Linked DNA regions of Mus musculus: region 1 is linked to region 2. A link is a contact called in public promoter capture Hi-C data. All regions are on one chromosome and are shown on one strand. The core of a region is the stretch at or near the end of the contact, and the rest is flanking DNA. Distances in the headings are between cores, read along the strand shown.

Region 1 (6,150 bases), core at 502-3,001, 320 kb after region 2:
CTTTATAGTACAACAATGTCCTCTTTAAACTTGTAAGTATGACCTGCCTTTTTCTTTCTCATCCCAGGGCAGAGCGCCGACCGACCAGCACATCAAGCAGGTTTGCATGAGAGTCGTGCAAGGTAAATAAATTGCAGCGGGTTGAACATTCCCACTATCTGCTCTTGCTTTTTAAGCTTTTATTTCTGTAGGTGTGTAAGTAACAATCGCTTTAAAGGTGGGAGATGTTGAGTAATGTTAATACCATTTCTGTTTCACGAAAGTGTTCACACCCACAGCCTTACAATTAAAAACGACCTTTCTGTCTTAGCCTTCTCTCTACTATCCATCCAGGCCCGAGTCTGTGTCTCACTCACCCAATTCCAACAGGGAGGGTAACTTACAAAAGAAAAATGCATATGCAGACATATTTTCCCTTGCAACACAACTTCTCAGGTATCCCCCCTCTTTAGGTTGCTACTATTTAGTGTGTATCTGGCATTGTCCTCAGGCCTCTCCAAATCATGTGAGAACAAAGTGACAGTCAAATGCCCACAAGCCCACACACCCACATGCCCACTCGTTGTGGCTTAAGGACAGTATCTATACCCATGTAGTAGGTGAGTTTTAAAAAGCAACAACTAGAGGCTTTCCAGAAACGGTGATGTTTTCCCTCATTTGTTAATCTTATCTAAATTTATCTGCGGCTATGGAAGTCATTGTTCATATCACAGTTTGCCTAGTTATAAAACCACATAGAAAATGAATATGCACAAAAATATCCCCAAACTGAGGAGACACTATAACATCGTGACCCGCAACAGAAAACCCTCTTATGATGGCATAACTGTGTCTTGAAGAAACGCTTGTTTTTCATGTGCCAATAGTCCCGTTTGTCTAGCAGACTTGTAGAATTTTCTAGAACCGGATGAGAATGAAATGAATGTTTCTATATTTGGAAACCAATATAAATCTCTTCACTGCACATGCTCTCTGAGTTTTAAGCATTACTAACATATCTGCAAATTTATAATTCTGTGCTTACTAAGTTAAGGAATTCACAGTAGTCATATTTAAAGAGTTTTTTAAACTGTTGGATAAAAATGTGTTTCCCACTCAGGTTCCCTTTCACACCCTAAAGCTTTAAAAACAGTGTTGCACTAGAGCATTTGCCTCAGAGCATTTTAATGGGATGGATTTTCTTGCCTTCCACAGCTTCAGCTACTGATCCTGAATGTATGTGAGAAGCCCCCAGGGTTATTAAAACTTTAAGACAAACTGTGCCCATTCCCAAGGAAGGTTACTTTTAATGATTGTTATCTGTTCCAAGCATGAAAGTAAACTGGAGGGGAAGGATCTATTAGAAGCCATGGATTCTCATGATATTTCAGGCTATAGAATTGCTTTGAACTAAAAAGGCTTTTAGTTTTGATGCTTCGTCTCAAAGAGTGTCTGAACCCTAACTTTGAATGATGGGTTTTGAAAAGGTCCAAGACAACACTTCCACCTATGATAAGAACTCATTTTCTTTGACTTCTGTGGGTTTCACCTAGTACCAGATAGGATTCAGGGGCACTCCAAGTTACTGGACCACCATGCCTCTCAAAGCCCTGGAATTTAACCCTCTTGCCACCGTGTCTCAAAACAGCAGGGCCAGAGAGATCCAGGGCAAGCTCAGGAAAAGACACTCCGATGAAGCTTCCTGGTTGGAAGCCGGTGGAAAACACTAAGCTTCATTTCTTTCCTGATGCCACATTGATATAAAGGCCACTGGGCATATCATTTTCTTCATTCAAGCCAATGTTGTGATGGTGACTTATGGTTTTTTTGTTTGTTTGTTTATTGTCTTGCAGAGCATTTTGCGGAAATGGCAGCCAGCCTCAAGAGACCAGACACAGGAGCCTCTGGTCTTCCTGGGAGGCCTGGCCCCCCTGGGCCTCCGGGCCCCCCTGGAGAGAATGGTTTCCCTGGTCAGATGGGAATCCGTGGTCTCCCAGGCATTAAGGGTCCCCCTGGTGCTCTTGGCTTAAGAGGACCTAAAGGTAAGATTTTTTTTTAAGTTTTATTTTATTTTTAATTATGTGTATGTGTGTATGCATGTGGGGTTCCGGTGGAGTCCAGCAGAGGGCATCAAACCCTGCCCCTCTGAGCTGGAGTTGTGCATAAGTTTGTGAGTGATAGAAGCTAAACTCAGGCCTTTCACAACAGCGTATACTCTTTGTAATCGTGGAACCATCTCTCTGTCCCAAAAGTAAGCTATTTTGCCAGGTACAAGACACACACAGTGTTGGATTTCTTTAGTTGTGTGGTCTGCACCCAAGCTCAGAGAACCATGGAGAATTCTGAGAGTCTAAAGTTACTGTAGGGCTTTTCTTAAACCAGCAGCTAAAGATGTTTGTGTCTGTGAAACTAGTGTAGGTACAGGCCATATGAATGCTCATTATGTCAGGGATTAGCGGCATGGCCCCTCTCCTCTTTCAAAAGTTAGCATTATAGCTATGATTTTGATGGGCGTTTATTTTCAGCCCCAGGTTGCAATCCTACTTAACTCCTTCTTTCATTTTGGAGTCTGACCTCTTTCTTTTAAAGCAAGTCAAGTGCTGTATGCAGGCAAGTTTGCAAAACCGAAAGGAAACCTAGGTTTGTGAGAGAGCATGCAAGACATTCTGCAGAACCGACTGGGTGCCTCAGATGGCATTTGCCAGCTGCGGTGAGTTTGCCGGTGACGGTGTGTACATGCTCTGGATAATTTACGGAGAATTAAGTAAAGTGAGGGGTTTCTATGTTGAACTGACAGCTCTCTGGGGACCTTTAGAAAGATGTGACAAAAAACAAGAGACCCCCTTCACAACATTGTTTTAAACATTGTGGTGTTCCAATTAGGAATAAATGGTGTGAATGGTCAGGGTCAGAGGTCAAGTCAGCTGCCTCTTTGAATCTATAAATGAGCTGCCGATGTGGTTGGTTAACTACAACCTCAGTTGGAACAATTTATTTAATTACTTTTTTTTTTTTTTTTTGGCATGTGCAGAGTTGCGTGTTAAAAATGGTCTCTAATTGGGAGTCTTGTAAGGCTGGAGAGATGAAAGGGAGAGGGAAAGGGGTTGTCAGGAAGTGTCACGTGCCTGTTCATCTTTGACCTTTTTAGCTACTACTTCAGCACTCTGTGCCAGGTAACCCTATAAGTCGTGCTGACCACTCTGAAAACCATGATTAATAAAATGCACTGGTTTGGATGGGTTAATGAGTTGGTTGGACAACTTGTGCTCCTACCAGGGGCATCAAAATGGGGTCACAGAAATCACATCCCTGTTTTTGTTTTGCAAATCAGTATTTGGTTCAGATCTTGACTTTGTTCCAGCAAGGAAACTCTTCTCCAGCCAGCTTGAAGGTCTGTTTTCCTTGCTGTCCTGAAAGTCTACGGGGCCACCTCACTGAGCCTTCACTGTACAAGGAATCATCCTGAGAGTTTTATGAGCAATCCAGGTTATGGGCCCCATGTCGAGAGTTTTAGAATTAATTGGCCCAGGCTTCGGGGTCTTTCAATATCCCCCAGGTGGCTTTTAACATGTAGCCAGGATTGTAGCAGGATTCTAGCAGAAGAACCGCATCTAAGAAAAGTGTATTTCTGCATTTGGAACCTGGAAGAGACCTCTAGCACAGGATTCATTCATCAATTCCAGTGTTTCCTCCTGGTTCTTCTTTGGTATCCACAGCACAGTCTGTGCAGATACATCACCTTTCTCCCAAGGCTCCATCCCTCCTTCCTCTGTGGAGTCACTGAAATCCGCCTTTTCATAAAGGTCTCATAAAGCTTTCCTACTTCTGAAACCTGGATGGAGGCAGGCAGCATAACTGAATTTTCTTTATCCATTAACACTACAATCAATCTAGAAACACAATTCTAGGTAACTGACCTTGGCTATATCCTACCTCAGACAGGACAGAAATTATTAATGAAAACATCGTTTTTTATTATTCAGAAGTTTGCAGCTCAAAATTTCCCCCAAGGGAACACAGTCTACCCTGTTGAAATTTAAAGTTTGAGTCCTTAAGGAACTGAGATAGTTCAGCATGGCTGCTCTCTTTCCCCACTATTACCTGATAAAAAGATGAGGCTCACTTTATCATATAGTCACTGTGGGTCTTTTCTCAGAAAATAAGACTTGTTAAGAAATACAAAGTTTTTGCTATGTCTTAGTCATTGTTTAGCTGTTGATATTGCTTTGGGAAACAGACCTTTTGGATAAGAGCTGTGTTGTGCTGTTCCCAGTCCCCAAATCCATCTTCCGCACATACCCACCCCTGTGGATGCGCACCAATGTAGTGTGGTATTCAGTCCCCATACGTAGCAGCTTAGCCCTCATGAATAGTTCTCCCTGACACCATAATATGTGTAATTGCACACATGCAGGACCAGTGTCCTGCTGCATGTACTCTCTGCATGCATGGTGGGGCAGAACTCACGAGAGAGACAGCAGAGTGGCTCTGTGCTGTTAGCGGTTCAGTCCTTAAGCCTTATTTTTAAATGTTCGTGGTTAGGATTAATTTTAAACTCCTTTGTGTAAGGCCGTGCAGTTTTAGACATTTTAGTGTGAGTCAAACAGATGTGAGACAGCATGGAAATGAAGGTGTGAGAAGATACGTGTTATAACTGACTCACTTTTTTTCTCCCATATTAATCGGCTCTTAGGGCAGCAGAGCATCAGTTACAACTTGTGAAAAATAAAAATGAAATAAATAATATTCAGAGAGCCATGAGAATGCTCTGTGTGTGTGAACATAAGAATATATATATGTATGTGTATATATATATATATGTATAAATATAATTTATGTGTGAATGCTTTGCAATATTCATTGTTCTGCAGTTGCTGATACCCTAAGTTCAGTCAACTGTCTCGTAATTGCTTTTTAGCATTTGGTTGCAACCACAGAATATTCCCAGTGACCTCTGAGTCAGAAATGAGGGACAATTATGATAGCACACTTTAATTTTTTAAAATAAGTTTATTTTTGATAATACTACATTTACATTGCCTCAAGATTAAATGTGGGAAAAGCATTTAGTAAAGAATTTCTCTTTAAACTTTCCTATATGCTTAGTTTCCTTTGTCATTCTTATGGTAAAGACCTGACAATCAATGCTGTGTACATCTGGGGACATGCACTCCCTGTGTCCACTTATGAACAGAATCACATTGTTCTTTAGTAAGCAATCTGGACCGCATTTGTTTTTCATTTGACAGTATGTCCAGGAGACCATTCCAAAGAGCTGCTGGTGATGTTCCCGAGCTGTGTTATAGTCTCTTCTGTGGTAGAACCTCACTGACTGTTTCCCTTTGATGTTCCCTTTGTTTCTAGTCTTCAGGGCCCACAGCAGCCGACTATTTCATCTTGATACAAAATATCAACACAGACTTCCTTTCTACTTCTAATTCCATCTTCCTTCCAAAATTTTTGATTGTTCTGAGAATGAATTTCTGGAAGTAGAATTCCCGGAACTTCCACTTGTAATTTGATTGCTATTGTCTCACTTTCCTTAGCAATATACAGTTCTATATTTTTCTCACTTCTCCTCAACATTTGATGACTTGCTAAACATTTCTCACTTTAGGACTGGGGGCTAGATAGACAGCTCGGACGTCACGAGCACTAGCTGCTCTTGCTCAATTTGCAGCACCCACAACAGGAAGATCATATGCATCTGAAACTCCAGTTCCAAGAGATTCCATGCAGTCTTCTGGTGTTTGCAGGCAGCCCCCTCACATGTGCACATGCATACACACAGAAACACATATAGAACATGATAAAATAAATATTAAGATACAAGATGCCACCTTTGTGATAAACCAATGTCTTATGCATATTTGGACCTATTTGGCCTTTTTGCCTCATGGGTAAGTACTACACCATCATAACAGGGTTGATAACTGGTAGGATTAATTCCTTCATGCTACTTTATTTGGATGAAGTTTGTGGTTATTCCAGTGTGCTTAAAACTGGGATTGTAATCAATATTTAGCTTAGGGAGAGATGACAACTACTTATTGGAATGTTATCTTAATTCAGAACATTTTTTCAAGTCTTGGTATCACCAAGAAGGCTCAGCTTCTTCCATGTTTTACTTGTATATTTCCATTGAGACCACATATGGTTGTTTAGCATTTT
Region 2 (6,314 bases), core at 2,911-5,410:
TGAGCAACATAAACAAGACTTCTCCTTCAAAGCTGCAATTCAATAGAAATATGGAGTGCCCAACCATTACTTCAGTGATGTTCTAATTATAAGTGTGGTAAGATTTAAAATAATGTCGCAAGTGTACAAATAAAAGTAAACTTAGTCTGGGAAGCTGAAGGGAAACTAGAAATGACATTTAAGCAAAATGTAAAGATGAGCAAAAGCTGAAACAACAGAAGCCAGAAGGCTCATTCGTAGGACTAGCACAAAGGCTTTGAGGAATCATCAGAGCTGGTGAGCAAGGGTCAAGGCCCAGGGAAAGGGCGAGAAAGAAAGAAAGAGAAGGTTATTTCTTTTTTTTGGTTTTTTTTTTTTTGGGGGGGGGGGGGTTCAAGACAGGGTTTCTCTGTATAGCCCTGGCTGTCCTGGAGCTCACTTTGTAGACCAGGATGGCCTTGAACTCAGAAATCCGCCTGCCTCTGCCTCCTGAGTGCTGGGATTAAAGGCGTGCACCACCACGCCCGGCCGAGAAGGTTATTTCTTATAGCCGCTACCGTTACACTTGGCATACTGTTTCAGAATCACTCATTCTGAATATTGCCATGTTCAGTCTCCATTAAACATACTCCTTTCAGTCTTATAAAAGTTTCTGTACCAAAACCTAATCCAGTTCTTAACTGTCCTCAAGACCTGTGGAAAAAAGAAGTGTTTGAATTAAGAAAGCAGCATACCCTTTGAATACTACAAAGTCTGAAAAAATTAACTCTAGGGTTCAAAACCTTGAGTCTCTGACTGCCCTAAAACTTACTGAGCAAGAAAGTCATTTTCATTCCAATTTTTACATATTTTAAAAAAATCAAAGCCAGTATTACTTATGAATGAAGCTTAAATTCTGAAAAGTAAATTTAAGATGGCAAATTTAAAATGACTCCATATCCTCGCTACCCATACTGCCACCAATTAATAATCATGAGAACTGCTTTCAACTCCTGCAGAGTCACAGTGATAGCCGGAGTCAGGCAGCTCTATCTGGCAGTTCCTGCTCTCCAGTTGTACAATGTATTGAAGAACAGGGTCAAGAGCAGGAGCCGGGACCTGTGCCATCATGTCCTCCTTCCTTGCTAATACTGTCAGTACCAGACATACAAGCTAATGACTAAGAAAGTGTCAAAATCCAACCGGCACTCCTCTGCTAACTCTACTCAGGTAACAGATGATAAACTAAGCTTTCTTTTAGGTCCATGTTCTCACAGAATAATGGGAAACTCTTTTAAAGTAAGAAAACAGAACTTCACCACTTACATTTATTATGGTTACTGACATATAGAACAACAGATTCAAAGTCATACAAAAAGCCAAGGAGGATTTTACTCTAAGAATATGTCAAAATGGGCTCGCCCATACCAAAAGCACAAAACTTTACAAGAAGTGTATAAAGTTATACAGTGTATAGTATGCATACTCAGGAAGGAAAGATAGGAAAATCACAAGACTGAGGCTAACCAGGATGACAAACCCATCTCAAAAAAGAGGAGGGATGTAACAGTGGAAAAATGCTTGCCTCCCACATAGAAATCAATGGTGTTTGATCCCACAGTACACACAAATGCATCTTACACATACATACACACACACACACACACACCCTATAAATCCTAAGTAAAATGTGAAATGGTCATACCAGTGAATATTTCCTTAAGTATCAAAATAAAACAATAAAATAATTTACAACCATTATTCTAGGTTTGGCTGAAATTCATAATCTTTCTAAGTCACTGACAACAGAGCCCATGGCCTTCCAGTGGAGCCCTTGAACTACTGATACTAGACTATCCCACTTTTCCCACTTCTCAAGAAAAGAGAAAATTCATAATTAAGTGACTAAACAAGAGCAAAATAAAAAGCTATTCATTCCACATACATGGACTGGATTCACGCGGTTACACAAAAGTGATCAAAACAAATGTTGCCTACTGTTCAGAAGTAAAACTTCTTTACCCAATTAAAGAAGAACGTAATTGCTTTCTTTCCATCTCCCAAAAACAGAAAAAAAAAAAAAAAAGGTTAACACATTTAGTGAAAATCTGAAAATCTGATTGCAGTACCCCTTTGGAGAAAGAAATTTGAATCTTTTAAGTTACTTCTATTCATGAAAGGAAATTATTGGCTTACATTGACTTACATAATTCTTTTACAAATGTGTATGAATTTTCATGTCTCTGTGCCATCTGCATGCCTGGTGGCTACAGGGGCCAGCAGAGGGCCTGGGACCTGCTGTTCCTAGAGTTACAGAGAGAGCTGCTATGTGGCTCGGGAGCAGCCGGTGTTCTGACCCTAGACCATCTCTGCAGCCCTGGATGCTCTTTAGCCACAGCTTCCCAGACCAGAGTCTTTACTTAACTGTGTTAGGACTCAAGGTGATGAAACATAAACTAACTCTGGCCCTTGTTCCTTTTCTTAGCTTCTAATAACCTATTTTTTTTAAGTGTTTTACAAGTAAAAAGATAAGAGAGTGACTGAGCTTCAATACAGAACACTATTTCCTAATAACCACATGCAAGAATCAAGTACCAAGCAAGCAAATAAATATTACTACAAAAATCAGGCATGCCTTTTCTTTTAAATGCCTTGCCTAAGGATTACATGGGATAACCTCACAGTCAAGTTACTATAATGCTGTAAAGTGCTTCATAAAAATCCCAATTAAAGTGTGTACATGTGATTTCGCCCAGTAAGGAAGTAGCTGTTATGACAGAGAGATGATGCTGATGTTATGAGACTTAATTTATTCACATATAACCCAGCCTACTGCAATGGACTCTTTTGCTCAGTGTTGAGAGAAAACAGTAAAAACTCTAGAAAAGTAGTTAAATAATGCAGAAATCTTAATCCTCGCTCACAATGGCTGTCTCTGCTCCCAGCAACTACCTATTTCCCAGAGAAAAATCAAATGTACATTTTCCTAACTACATAGAAGTAGGATTTTTAAATCTCCATTACTCTCCATGATATTACTTACATTAGAAATAAACCACATCTCCAAACAAAAACTATCAGCTAAAAATAATTTATCTATTTCAAAGGCTCAAGCAGAAACCTCCACCTGAACTAAAAATAGTGGGGTTTTTTTTTCTTCTTCTTCTTCTCAGTATCTTAAAATGCACCTTCCACATTTATGAAGTGGACAGACCAGTGTCCACAAATTCGCCAATGGGTCGTCTGGGGGAATCTAACGACTGAACTCTTTATGAACATAACACACTTTCCTTAGGACACTATAACATCCAGAATAAGAGAGTGTGAGTGTGTGTGTGTGTGTGTGTGTGTGTGTGTGTTATACATAGTATACACAAATAATGAAAACCCTATCTCGATTATGTTATGCAGTGACATCTCAAACCACCCCAAAACACTGTTCTTTTTCAGAAACAGAAGTAAACGCCCTGTGCAAGAGCTGTCAGGTGGGCAGGCAGGTAGGGCTCCATCTGGGACACCGCACCACTGGGGAAAGGGAGGACGACGCGATCTCGTGGGAGGAAGGGAGGGTCGCCAAGAGGACAGGGACCTAAGGGCGACTCCACCCACGGAGTCGCTGAGGCTGAGGCAGGAGGGCTCCCACAGCCCTATCAGCACCGCCCAGCCGGCGGCCCAAGGCGGTGGCAGCGGCGCGACGCCGGCTCCGAGCCGGAGGCTGAGGCCGCGACCTCCGTGCTAGCCGAGAGCCAGAGGCCGCCCGCCCTCCCGGGAGAGCCGGCGCGGACGAGACGCCGCGGAGGGTGGGAAGGTCACAGCCGCAGGAGGCCCCGGCCGAGCGGCCACCAAGCCCGCGCGCTACCTTTGGCCTCGCAGTCGGCGCAGTACTTGTTGTCCTCCTCCCTCAGCAGTTTGGACAGGATGAGCTGGTGCTGCTCGTTCAGCTTCTGAGCCTTCTCCCGACAGGAGCGTGTCGCCATGTCGGCGGCGGGGCGGCGGGCCCGGACGCGGGCGAGCGGACGGGCGGACGGCGCTGGCGAGGCCGGGCGGGCGAGGGCACCTGACGCCGCTGGGGCCGCGGACGGACTCGGCCCAGGAAGCGGCGGCAGCGGCGGTGGCGGCGGCGGCTGGAACCGGAGGAGGGGCGGCGGCGGCCGAGCCAGCGCCGACGTGTCCCGCCTCCTCGCCGGGCCCGCCGCACGCTCCGCCCGAGCCGGCGAGGGGCGGGGCGGGAAGAGCCGCCGCTTCCGGGAGGACGCAGCGCTGGGCGCTGCGCATGCGCCCAGCTGCCCGCGTGCCGGGAGACTCCCAAGGTGATTCCAGAGAAGCGTCTGACGCTCCCCGGGGCGAGATTCCCCACTCTTGACACCTGATCGTCGCTTGAAGCCTCTAGAGACCTGAAAGTGGAAGAATTTTTTTTTTTTACCGGGAAGCGACTTTCACAGTCTTTGCATTTTTCACAGTCTTTGCATTTGTGTACACAGCACTGGAAATGTCCAAATTATAGTTATATATATATAGTTATAATGGGTAGATGCATCCCATGTGTGTGCATCGGGAGTTTGGAAACGGTATACTAGAAGCGGATGGAATGAAATGGGGCTAAAAGTGTCTTACGTTTTAGAGGAAAATAGACATGTTTGGGGGGGAGAGGTAACGTAATAAACCCTACCTCCCTCAACAATATTGATAATCTCATATACAGGAAAATGAGGCAAAACAGTCAAGTCACTTGGCCATGCTACAAGTGGAAGAGTTAAAACCAGGCAATATACCCCGCCTAGGAAGAGGGAAAGTGATCAAAAAGTGAATTATTAAAGGGATGTCACTTTAAGAAATTGTGTGCTGCTAGGATCCCTTCCCTGGGAGAAACTTAAGCCTGTTCCTTCTCGTAAGATCCTAAAGACAAACTTAGGTATAATTCCAACAAAGTTCACCCAGGAGAACCAATGAGCTTATTAGGCTTAAAGAGCAACTGGTAAGGGGTATGGATAGGAGCATAGATGACCTTAGAATAGCCACACTGGAAGGTCTGCACATAGCAAGGATGATGGTCCTTAGGAACCTGACATGGAATTCCCTCCCTCCATCTTCCCCCAGGTATATCCTCTAGCCCCTCCCTGAGACCAGATACAAGCAGGGCAGAACCACATACAACAGTGACTGAATAGTGTGGTAGGGGTTCCCTTCCATAAGTCTCCATATACCCTCCCTATGGTGGAACATAAATAGTCAACAGGCCCAGCTGTGATGGTCCTTTGCAAGAAGGCCAAGCACAAGGCTTCTGAAACTGACAGTGTGTTTCAGAAGATGTTCCTACATAACACAATGTAAACGACATTCTTCCCTGCAAGGAAAGACAGTTTTAAAAAGGAAGACATTCTCGATGATAGCCCATCAGGTTTACTAAGGTTGAACTCAGTGAAACAGTTGGAGTGATTCGGCTTGCTGTGTAGTAAGTATGAGCAATACTATGTGTGGGCCTTATGTAAGTAGAATAAACATAGCCCTGGCCTGAGGTAGGAGAGATGCTAAGAATGGCAGGAAGCAGGATTCTCTGTGATACGCTCTACCTATCCCTCTTGGGCTTAAGATTCCAAAGACATAAAAGCGGATCATGGCAGGGAAGCATTGGCAGAGAGCAGAAGACACAGTCACTGGAGCAGAAGCTGGAGGCTATCTTGGAAGCAGAGCATGCTGGGAACACAGAAAGGCTTTACAACTCAAACCTTACACATGTGACATACTGCCTCGGCAAGGCCATGCCTCCTAAACTTACCCAAACAGTGTCACTAACTAGGGACCAATTATGCAAACATCTCAGCCTATGGGAGATAGTCTCATCAAACCACCACATTATGACAACAAGATGAGGCAGGAAACACCGAAAATGTAGTTTAGCAACCTGGAAGAGAGAGAGAGAGAGAGAGAGAGAGAGAGAGACTCCCTTTAAAAACAAAAGTTATTAATTCCTTAAGAGTTTCATACATACAATGCATTTTTATTGTATCTCCCACCACATACTCCTCCTCTACAACCCTATCTCAACCTAATGTCCTCTGATCTGAGGGGTGTGTGTGTGTGTGTGTGTGTTGCGGTTTTGAGGTTTGAGGTCACTAGATCGTTTTTTTTTTTTTTTTTTTTTTTTTTTTTTTTTTTGCACTGCCCACATATTCGTGGCTGTGGTGCTCTCCACTAGAACAGAGGTTCTTAACCTTCCTAGTAAAGCAACCCTTGAATATATTTCCTCATGTTGTGATGACCCCCACACACACCCATAAAATTATTTGTGTTGCTACTTTATAACTATAATTTTGCTACTTTTATGAGTCATAATGTAAATGTGGTGGTTTGAATAT

The links. Promoter capture Hi-C pulls out the DNA fragments that hold promoters and counts their contacts.
Region 1: a promoter capture Hi-C map of second pharyngeal arch cranial neural crest shows a contact between it and region 2, with 2.8 times the contacts expected there. The contact joins the enhancer-like site here to the promoter of Smap1 in region 2. A contact is called at or near these places in 5 of 39 promoter capture datasets (cranial neural crest, frontonasal cranial neural crest, hippocampal neurons and 2 more), 9 of 484 Hi-C or Micro-C datasets (cerebellar granule neurons, cerebellum, cerebral cortex and 6 more) and 2 of 115 datasets of contacts at active chromatin or transcription factors (forebrain and pancreatic cancer cells).

What each region holds. Positions count from the first base shown.
Region 1 is chr1:24,237,375-24,243,524 of GRCm38.p6, forward strand. It overlaps Col9a1 (collagen, type IX, alpha 1), which reads left to right. Exons shown (of 38, transcript NM_007740.3): 35 at 68-122; 36 at 1,833-2,021. Among named protein-coding and RNA genes, the nearest start is that of Col9a1, 63 kb to the left of the region's middle. Within about 2 kb of position 1,752, at least 5 of the 459 cell types and tissues checked have an H3K27ac peak or open chromatin away from gene starts, as enhancers often do. A contact at or near this core is called in second pharyngeal arch cranial neural crest, where this site is marked.
Region 2 is chr1:23,918,221-23,924,534 of GRCm38.p6, forward strand. It overlaps Smap1 (small ArfGAP 1), which reads right to left and starts at 4,161. Exons shown (of 10, transcript NM_028534.3): 1 at 3,818-4,161. The coding sequence starts at 3,935.